Regions from separate parts of the Ovis aries genome. Here region 1 is linked to region 2. A link is a contact called in public Hi-C data. All regions are on one chromosome and are shown on one strand. Each heading gives the region's core, a stretch centred on a gene start, on an enhancer-like site or on the middle of the called end of the contact. The rest is flanking DNA. Distances are from core to core; before and after follow the strand shown.

What was found. A called contact is a pair of places that touch in the nucleus more often than the background predicts.
Region 1: a contact with region 2 is called in a Hi-C map of liver, with 4 times the contacts expected there. The contact joins two enhancer-like sites. A contact is called at or near these places in 10 of 16 Hi-C or Micro-C datasets (blood, hypothalamus, liver and 6 more).

What each region holds. Positions count from the first base shown.
Region 1 is chr5:59,598,198-59,602,430 of ARS-UI_Ramb_v3.0, forward strand. The region is part of intron 2 of NDST1 (N-deacetylase and N-sulfotransferase 1); the gene reads left to right. Among named protein-coding and RNA genes, the nearest start is that of NDST1, 24 kb to the left of the region's middle. Within about 2 kb of position 1,419, at least 35 of the 54 cell types and tissues checked have an H3K27ac peak or open chromatin away from gene starts, as enhancers often do. A contact at or near this core is called in liver, where this site is marked.
Region 2 is chr5:59,555,777-59,560,193 of ARS-UI_Ramb_v3.0, forward strand. No RefSeq gene overlaps it. Among named protein-coding and RNA genes, the nearest start is that of RPS14, 17 kb to the left of the region's middle. Within about 2 kb of position 1,310, at least 5 of the 54 cell types and tissues checked have an H3K27ac peak or open chromatin away from gene starts, as enhancers often do. A contact at or near this core is called in liver, where this site is marked.

The DNA of each region.
Region 1 (4,233 bases), core at 169-2,668, 43 kb after region 2:
GAGGTCCTGTGCCCTCTCACTCCCCACTTTGCCGCCCTGCTGTCTTGTTTGTTTGCTCAGTAAACCCCATTTTCAGAGCTGGTGCAAAGGTACACTCTCAACTCAGGCCTTGCTGGAAGAAAGACAAATTCTCAACAAGTAGGGAGTGTTGGTTCTTGAGAGTTTTGTTGGGCATTCCCCTCCCAGGAACCCAGCACAGACCCCAGGTTGGGAACCGGGGAGTGAACCAGTGCTTTATGGTCTGTTTGCTTGTTGATTGATGATTGATTTGTGGGTCTGCTTGCAGGCAGGATCATGAGAGGCTGCTTTTGATGTTAAAACACACATAAGATGCTTGAAAACAAAAACAGAAAGCGCAGCATTTGAAGGGAACAGAGGACGGGGTGTGCAGGCGCTGGCCTGTGTCAGCTGTCCTCTGTGGACTTGGAGGGCGCATGCTGCTGAAGGATGGATGGGCTGGGGAGATTCCCAGTTACCACTTGTTAGCAAGCCCCAGACTGCTCTGGGCCTCGGTTTCCTCATCTGTCAAATGAAGGGAATGTTGTTCATAGTGGTGTGGTGTGGGGTAAATAATAGCATGTAGTACAGGCATATCATGTCTAATACATGGGAGTTCATGCTTTAATACGTTTAGCTTGGCAGTTCCTTGTAGCAGATTGAAAAAGGGAAAGGTCATTGGCAGGGGCACTTCACTCTTACGTACCTACCGTGGGTGGGTGATCACTTCACCTTGGAAAGCTTTTGGTGAAGTTGGGGCCCGGTGTGCTAGTCTTGATTGCAGCTGACATCTCTGGCACATCAGTCTGGCCCTTTGTGGTGGGGTACAGGGCAGGAGAGCTCATCCAGGACTTCTGAAATTCAGAGCTGGAGGAATCAACTCTCAGCTGAGGCTGGCCTTGGAGGAGGATGTGTAGGCTTTTTTTGTGGATAAGAAAATGGGCCAAGGCAGGTGGGGGTGGGGTAGGCCTGGTAGTGCAACCCAAGGTGGTCCTTTCATCTCTCTGGGCCTCCTTGTCCCGGTGTGCTCACCGCAGGGTGGGCCATATACTCTGCAGTCCTGAGACCCTTCAGCCAGACTGCCGACCGTCCCTTGGTGGCAGCTGTGGACTCCAGGGTGACGGATAGGCAGCCCTTTGGCCCTCAGCCAGGCGGTGCTGTGGGGCTGTGGGGGATGGGGCGGGCCGCAGATTCCAACAGAGGAAGGGATTTGCTTCTGGTCTCAGCCTCCCAAGGGTGTGATTGCGCCAGAGAAACTCCTGCACAGCTGGGAAGCAAATGTGAAGGATTTTCTTTGCTATACATGTGGTGGGTGGGGCAGGCTGGGGCTGGGTAGCTGGTGGAGCAGGGTGACTGTGGGGTGCGGCTGGGTAATGGGCGGTGGTGTGACTGTGCTGAGGGTGTGACAGGCTGGGAGGGGCCAAGTCAGCTGTGGGGAACGGCCCTGGGATTGCATGTGGGGCTCCCAGTGCCCAGCCGGCAGCCGCTCCTCCCTGAGGCTGAACGCCCATTCACACACTTTTAAGCCTGTTTGCAGGGCTCTCCCCACACTTCTTCTCAACTCCCCACCCCATCCTTGTGCCTGTGGCCTGGAGGCCTGTGTTGATCCATTTGAACATCTCAGCACCATGTAAGTTTGCTTGTCCATACATGTGCCTGTGAGTGTGGAGGAAGTAGGGGGCATGGTCAGGAGTGACCCAGGCAGGAAATAAAATCTGGGCTGGGTGAGCATGTGGGGCTCTGGGTACTGGCCTCCATTCAGCCCACAGCAGCAGCATGCCAGAGACCTAGAACCTTGGAGCCCCAAAGTCTGCACCTTCAGTGCCCAGTGCCCTGCTTGGTACCTGGCGGGGCTCAGTAGGAACAGAATGAGGAAACAGGGAATGGGTCATCTGCTTGTTCCCAACTTCCAGTGTGCGCCCAAACCTGACCTCTCTTCCTGTTTCTGGATCCACTATCAATTTGATGTGTGGTCTTTGGCCAGTTCCTTCTTGAGTCTCAGTTTCCAAATCCATTAAGTGAATAATCATCTTGTTAGCCTGTAATCACCATGTGCCAGGCACTGAGCAGTTTTACACAGATCATCTCTCAGTCTTGGCAGTAGCCCTGCAAGATAAATAAGTAGTATAAACCCCATTTTACGCTGGGGAAACTGAGACTCGGAGAGGTGGAGAGATTTGCACAGAGACCTTTAACAAGGATGCTAGCAGCTACCGCATCACTGCCCCTCAGATGTTTGGGATGACACAGCATGACGCATAGCGCTCTTCACGGGAGGCCTGCTGCACGTGGAGGCAGTGAGTGCGGGGGACCTGGGTTGTTAGGTGCACTTCACCATGAAAGGCTCAGGGAGCTCTTGGTCTCACTTCAGAGCCCACCTGTCCATCCAGGGCAGAGCTCGACCTCCTCCCCAGTCCTCCTCTCTAGACAGCTTGGTTTCTGAGAGGTTCCTTGTAGCCTCTGCCTCTTTTCTCTTTGGGTCCTAGAGAGGATTCTGGGGGCACCTGAGTGTTTTGGAATGGGGGGTGGGGTCATGAGTGACTTTCAACAGAGCAGTGGCCACAGTTACCGTGGTATTTCCCGAAAGTGCAGTGTTGCCATGGCATCTCCATGACAACCAGAGCATCTCATTCATTATCCCCAGCACCTTGGCAGGGAAAGCTGGGCCTAGGGCTGAAAGAGCACAGTGGAGGCTTGGTTGAGGGCTTGGTAGCTGAGGCCCCCTCATGCTCTCCCCTGTCCCTGCCAAGATTCCCCTGTAGGCTCTGGAGCCGTCACCATTTCAGGGGGTTTAGGTTCAGATTTCATTTCTGCCACTGACTAGCTGTGTGGTTTAAGTGGCTTAACATCGCTGAGCCTTATTTTCTGCAACTGTAAAGGTGAATGACAGTATTAGTTGTAAGGATTAATTGAGATAAAGTATGTAAAAGTGCTTAGCACAGTGCCAGGCACAGGTAATAAGTTCCAGTCCTGCCCCCATCTGCAGGCTCCAGGGTACAGAGCCGTGTGTAGAAACACTCCAAGTCTGCTCTGCCTGGACTGCACGCACGGGTGTGCTCAGGGGTTGGTGTGTGTGTGTGTGTGCACTTAAGTGCTTAATTGCTCAGTTGTGTTCCACTCTTTGCAACCCTTTGTTGCTTTTTACTTTTATTTATTATTTTATTTTTGGCTGTGCCGGATCTTTGTTGCTGTGTGTGTCTTTCTCTGGTTGTGGTATGAGGGCTTCTCATTGTAGTGACTTATCTTGCTGTGGAGCATGGGCTTTAGGGCTTGCAGGCTTCAGTAGCTGAGGCATGTCGGCTCAATTGTTGCGGCTCCCTGGCTCTAGAGCACAGGCTCAATAGTTGTGGCACACGGGCTTAGTTGCCCTGACTGTGGGATATTCCCATATCAGGGATCGAACCTGTGTCTCCTCCATTGGCAGATGGATTCTTTACCACTGAGCCACCAGAGACGCTCTCTTTGTGACCCAATGGACTGTAACCCACCAGGCTTCTCCGTCCATGGAATTTTCAGGCAAGAATACTGAGTAGATTACTATTTGCTTCTCTGGGGATCTTCCTGACCCAGGGATTGAGCTTGCATTTCCTGTGACTCCTGCATTGTAGGTAGATTCTTTACCTGTTGAGCCATCAGGGAGCTAAATGAGGGAGGGAGGTCAGCTATGGGACTGTGTTTACCCACCTGAGGCTGGAGCTTGAAGTATAAGCTACAAAGGTAGCCAGTGGGTGTGCATGCCCCGTGCTGAGTTCAGCCATTCAGTCATGTCCAACTCTTTGTGACTCCATGGACTGTAGTCCTTCAGGCTCCTCTGTCCATGGGATTTCCCAGGCAAGAGTACTGGAGTGGGTTGCCATTTCCACAGGCCTAGTGTCACTAAAATGTGTGTGTGTGTTTTTTAAATGGACTTTTTGTTTTTTATTTTGGCGCACCACGCAGCATGTGGGATCTTAGCTCATCAACCAGGGATTGAAACTGTACAGAGTCTTAATCACTGAACCGCCAGGGAAGTCCCTCAAATGTGCTCTTTTTCAAGAAGTTGGAAGTTCTTTTTTTTTTTTTGTCAGTAAACAACTTAGTCTTCTATTTGCCTAAGGCCAGCTGTTGCAGGCACTGAGGCCCCAAGACTTCCAGAAGGGATGAGAGGGGGTGGCGAGCCATCCTGCCTCCCAGCTGCTGCCTGCCCCATCCTATTCCTGCAGGAGATGGGAGAGTAGATGAAGTGTACCCTTTTGC
Region 2 (4,417 bases), core at 60-2,559:
CTCCGGGAGTTGGTGATGGACAGGGAGGCCTGGCGTGCTGTGATTCATGGGGTCACAAAGAGTTGGACACGACTGAGCAACTGAACTGAGCTGAACTGAGGATTGTCAGGGTGGGGTCCCAGGGAGCTGCCCCGCCCACCCCGCGGACTGCAGAAGGCTGGAATGCTGTCTTTCTCCTAGTTGTCCACTAGATGGCGCCCGATCACCAGGCCTCTGGGGGGACAGACAGGCTTTGGCTGGGGCTGGTACACTGGTGTGAGGATGGGGGCAGCGATAAGCTTTGTAATTTCCGAGCCCCGAGGTTGCTTGGGGAGTGTAAACGTAAGTCAGCGTGTGTGTATATCTTCACTTTTGTCAGGACGTCTACTTGGGACATGGCTGTGATTTGGCTTTGGTGTACATTCTCCCTTAGGGCCTCGTCACACCCCAGGAGCTCAGACTATTAGTTTTCCAAAGTGGAACGCTGAGACAGGAGAAGGTTGGTGCCGTGCCCAAGGTCACTTGGCTGGTTCAAAGTGAAGTGAATAGTGATCACCACCAGGCGTCTTAGGACAGATCCCAGCCACGGGGCAGGACCCACTCGTGAAGGACTTGCTGAAGTCCTCTGAATGGAAGAACAGAGCCCAGTGGGTTGGCGGTACTGGGATATGAATCCTGGGCATTTATCCATTTAGCATGTTTGTTGAGCACCTACTACTATGTGCCAGGCACCGTGCTAGGCATTGGTGAACGATAAAGCAACTGGTAACAGACATGCCTATGGACTGTACCCTACCAGGCTCCTCTGTCCATGGGATTTTCCAGGCAATAGTACTGGAATGGATTGCCATTTCCTCCTCCAGGGGATCTTCCCAAACCAGGGATTGAACCCTGGTCTTCCTCATTGTAGGCAGACATTTTACCGTCTGAGCCACCAAGGAAGTCCCTGAAGGCTGTCAGGGAGACAGCCAGAGTTAGCCAGCTGACAAGCAGACCCAAGAAGGTTAGGGGGTTGGTGAGGGAGCCTCAGTCTTAGAATGGCAGTGACAGGACTCCGTGAGAAGGTGCAACCGTGAGGCGGGCAGGAGAAACAAAAACTGCCAAGGCGGGAAAGTGTTGAGGGGCTGCATAGGGATGGGGGGCTGGGGGGAGGGGGGAGGGAGGGGAGGTCATCCCTGGGGCGGAGTTGGGGGGGGAGAGGGTGTCTGACGGACCCTGGTGAGAGGTGTGTATTACCATCTACAAACCGTAAGAAGGGGGAGGAGCTTTAGGCAGGGCTCGCACAGTGTGATTTGCATTTCAAAGTCCACTCTGGCTTTGTGAAGATGACCACACAGGTGAGAGACGATAGTGGCTCACAGCATGCTGGCAGCTGCGAAGGTGGAGGACAGTGTCTAGGTTTGAGAGGTACTTTGGAAGTAGAATCAGCAGGATTTTCAGATGGATTGCATATAGGGGTGAGGATGATTCCAGGTTCCAAGCATGAGCAACAGGTGGACAGTGGGGCCATTTCCCAAGGTGGGAGAGCCTGGGGAGGGTGTGAGCTGGGTGAAAGACGGGAAACAAGGTCAGGCTCTGTTATTTTGAAGCCACCCCTGTGAAATCCTAGTAGAAAGATGGGGCAGGAGTTGGGGCTCCTTGGAAAGGTAGAGACCGCTGAAATAATCTCCAGAGCCTCTGTTGTTCATTGTTCAGTCGCTAAACAGCGTCCAGCTCTTTGTGATCGCATGGACTGCAGCACACCAGGCTTCCCCATCCTTCAGTATCTCCAGGAGTTTGCTCAAAGCCATGTTCCTTGAATTAGTGATGCCATTCAACCATCTCATCCTGTCACCCCCTTCTCCTCCTCCTGCATTCAATCTTTCCCGGCATCAGGGTCTTTTCCAGTGAATCAGTCAGGAGTCTGTAGGTTGTACTTATTAGTCTTTAAATATTTAGTATTTATTTGGCTGCACCAAGACTTAGTTGCAGCGCCTGGGACCTTCTCTCTTTGTTGTAGCACGCACACTCTTAGTTGCAGCATGTGGGATCTAGCTCCCTGACCAGGAGCTGACCCTGGATCCCCTGCTTTGGGAGCATGGAGTCTTACACACTGGGGCACCAGGGAAGTCCCTAGGTTGAACTTAATGTCAAGGGCCTGGATGCGCTCACACAGCCCAAACGCCAGGCAGCTCAATAATGGGAGACTGTGAGGAGGGCCCCATGGCTGCAGGTGTGACGGGGAGCCTGCTGGAGGTGTCGATGACTGGTGGAGAGGGGCGGCCTCTGTGAGGGCGGTGCAAGGAAACGGCCCCTGAGGATGTGAAAGACCAGGACTCAGGTGGCCCTGGGGTCGCGTGGAGGAGCCGGACTTGCTGACTCTGCCTCTTTGTCTGCTGAGACCTTCCTTCGCAGGAGTGCTTCCCCCACCACCATCTGGCAGATGGCCCCAGGGACACAGACCCTGGTCCGGAGCTAGGGGGGAGGGCGGCCTCTGGCATGGGGCTGTAATTTCAGTTGGAGGCCGGGCTCCTGGGTTTCGGTGCCACCTGGTGTGAGGTTCCTCTTTCTGGCACCTCCCCCACGGCTGTCTCTGCTGACCGCCCCAGCCCCCTGCTGCAGTTAGTGAGCCTCCCTCAAAGGAGGGGAGGCGGGCCAGGCCCAGGGAGTGCTCCCACCTGGAAGGGGCTGCCAAGTTTAATTAGTGCTTGTGAAGCCCTGGGACCTGCCTCTGAGAGCACCACCCCCCTCTCCCCGGACTTTCATCTCTGAAATTTCCCCACAAGCCTGGATGAAAGGGCCAGGGAGGGGCCAGGTATTAATAGTAATTATTAGTTTCACAAATAAAGAGGAGAAACGGGATTATCCCCAAGCCCAACCAACTCCTTCGCCCCTCTTTGTGTGCCTCCTCTCTCCTTCCTCTGGCTCCATTTCCTTTCTCTTTCCACTTTTCCTCCTCTTCCCCTCTCCGCCCTGCCTCCGGGGCTTGCCTCTTCTGTCTGTCCCCATCTCAAGGTCTCAGGATCCGCCTGCCACCCCTCGGTCTCTCAGCTCTCTGTGTTGGGATATCCGGAGCACCAGGACATTCAGGGAGCACCCCTGTGCTTCTCTGGGGCGCAGAGGCAGAGTGAGCAGGCAGAGGGGGTGGAAGGGTGTCCGTGTCCATTCATTTATTCACTCACTGTTTTCCAAACAGCTGTTGAACATCTGCCATGGCCCAAGCACTGGACTGGGCCCTTAGGACTCAGTGTCGGACAGGACAGACACGGCCCTGCCGTGGGGATCTCCCGGGGAGGCTAGGTAGTAAACAGTAAGCTGACAGGTTACACTTGAGGGCACAGATAGATGTCTGCTCAGTTCAGTTCAGTTCAGTTCAGTCGCTCAGTTGTGTCTAACTCTTTGCGACCCCATGAATCGCAGCATGCCAGGCCTCCCTGTCCATCGCCAACTCCCGGAGTTCACTCAGATTCACGTCCATCGAGTCAGTGATGCCATCCAGCCATCTCATCCTCAGTCGTCCCCTTCTCCTCCTGCCCCCAATCCCTCCCAGCATCAGAGTCTTTTCCAATGAGTCAATTCTTCACATGAGGTGGCCAAAATACTGGAGTTTCAGCTTTAGCATCATTCCTTCCAAAGAAATCTCAGGGCTGATCTCCTTCAGAATGGACTGGTTGGATCTCCTTGCAGTCCAAGGGACTCTCAAGAGTCTTCTCCAACACCGCAATTCAAAAGCATCAATTCTTCGGCACTCAGCCTTCTTCACAGTCCAACTCTCACATCCATACTTGACTACTGGAAAAACCATAGCCTTGACTAGATGGACCTTTGTTGGCAAAGTAATATCTCTGCTTTTGAATATACTATCTAGGTTGACCATAACTTTTCTCCCAAGGAGTAAACAGCAGCTGTGATGCAGAGCTAAGGGTGGGGCCCCCGTGAGGCTTGGGGATGAGGGAGGCATCCCCCAGAGGAGATGGCGTTCCAGCTGAGAGCTGAACAATGAGAAGGACCTCAGGAGAGAATTGTTGAGAAGTGTTCAGAGCAGGGAGAACAGCCTTTGCAAAAGCCTGAGGTCAGGACTGTGGACCTTGTGAGAATGTGAAAGGAGGATGAGGTGGCAAGAGGTGGGGTCCAGAGAGCGAGGCCGAGGTGCACTGGGGCCGGTGGGCCCACAGCCTGGCCCCGGTGCACTCACCGGGGCCCTGTACCTCACTGAATGTCCTGCTGCCCCTGTGTTGGAATTCTTATTTATTTATTTGGCTTCATCAGGTCTTAACTGTAGCATGTGGAATCTTTCATGCTGGCTCATGGGCTCCAGAGTGCTCAGAGGCTCAGTAGTTGTGGCACAGGGACCTAGTTGCCCTGCAGCGTGTGGGACCTTAGGCCCCCGACAAGGGATCGAACCTGTGTCCCTTGCATTGGAAGGCAGATTCTTAACCACTGGACCACCAGGGAAGTC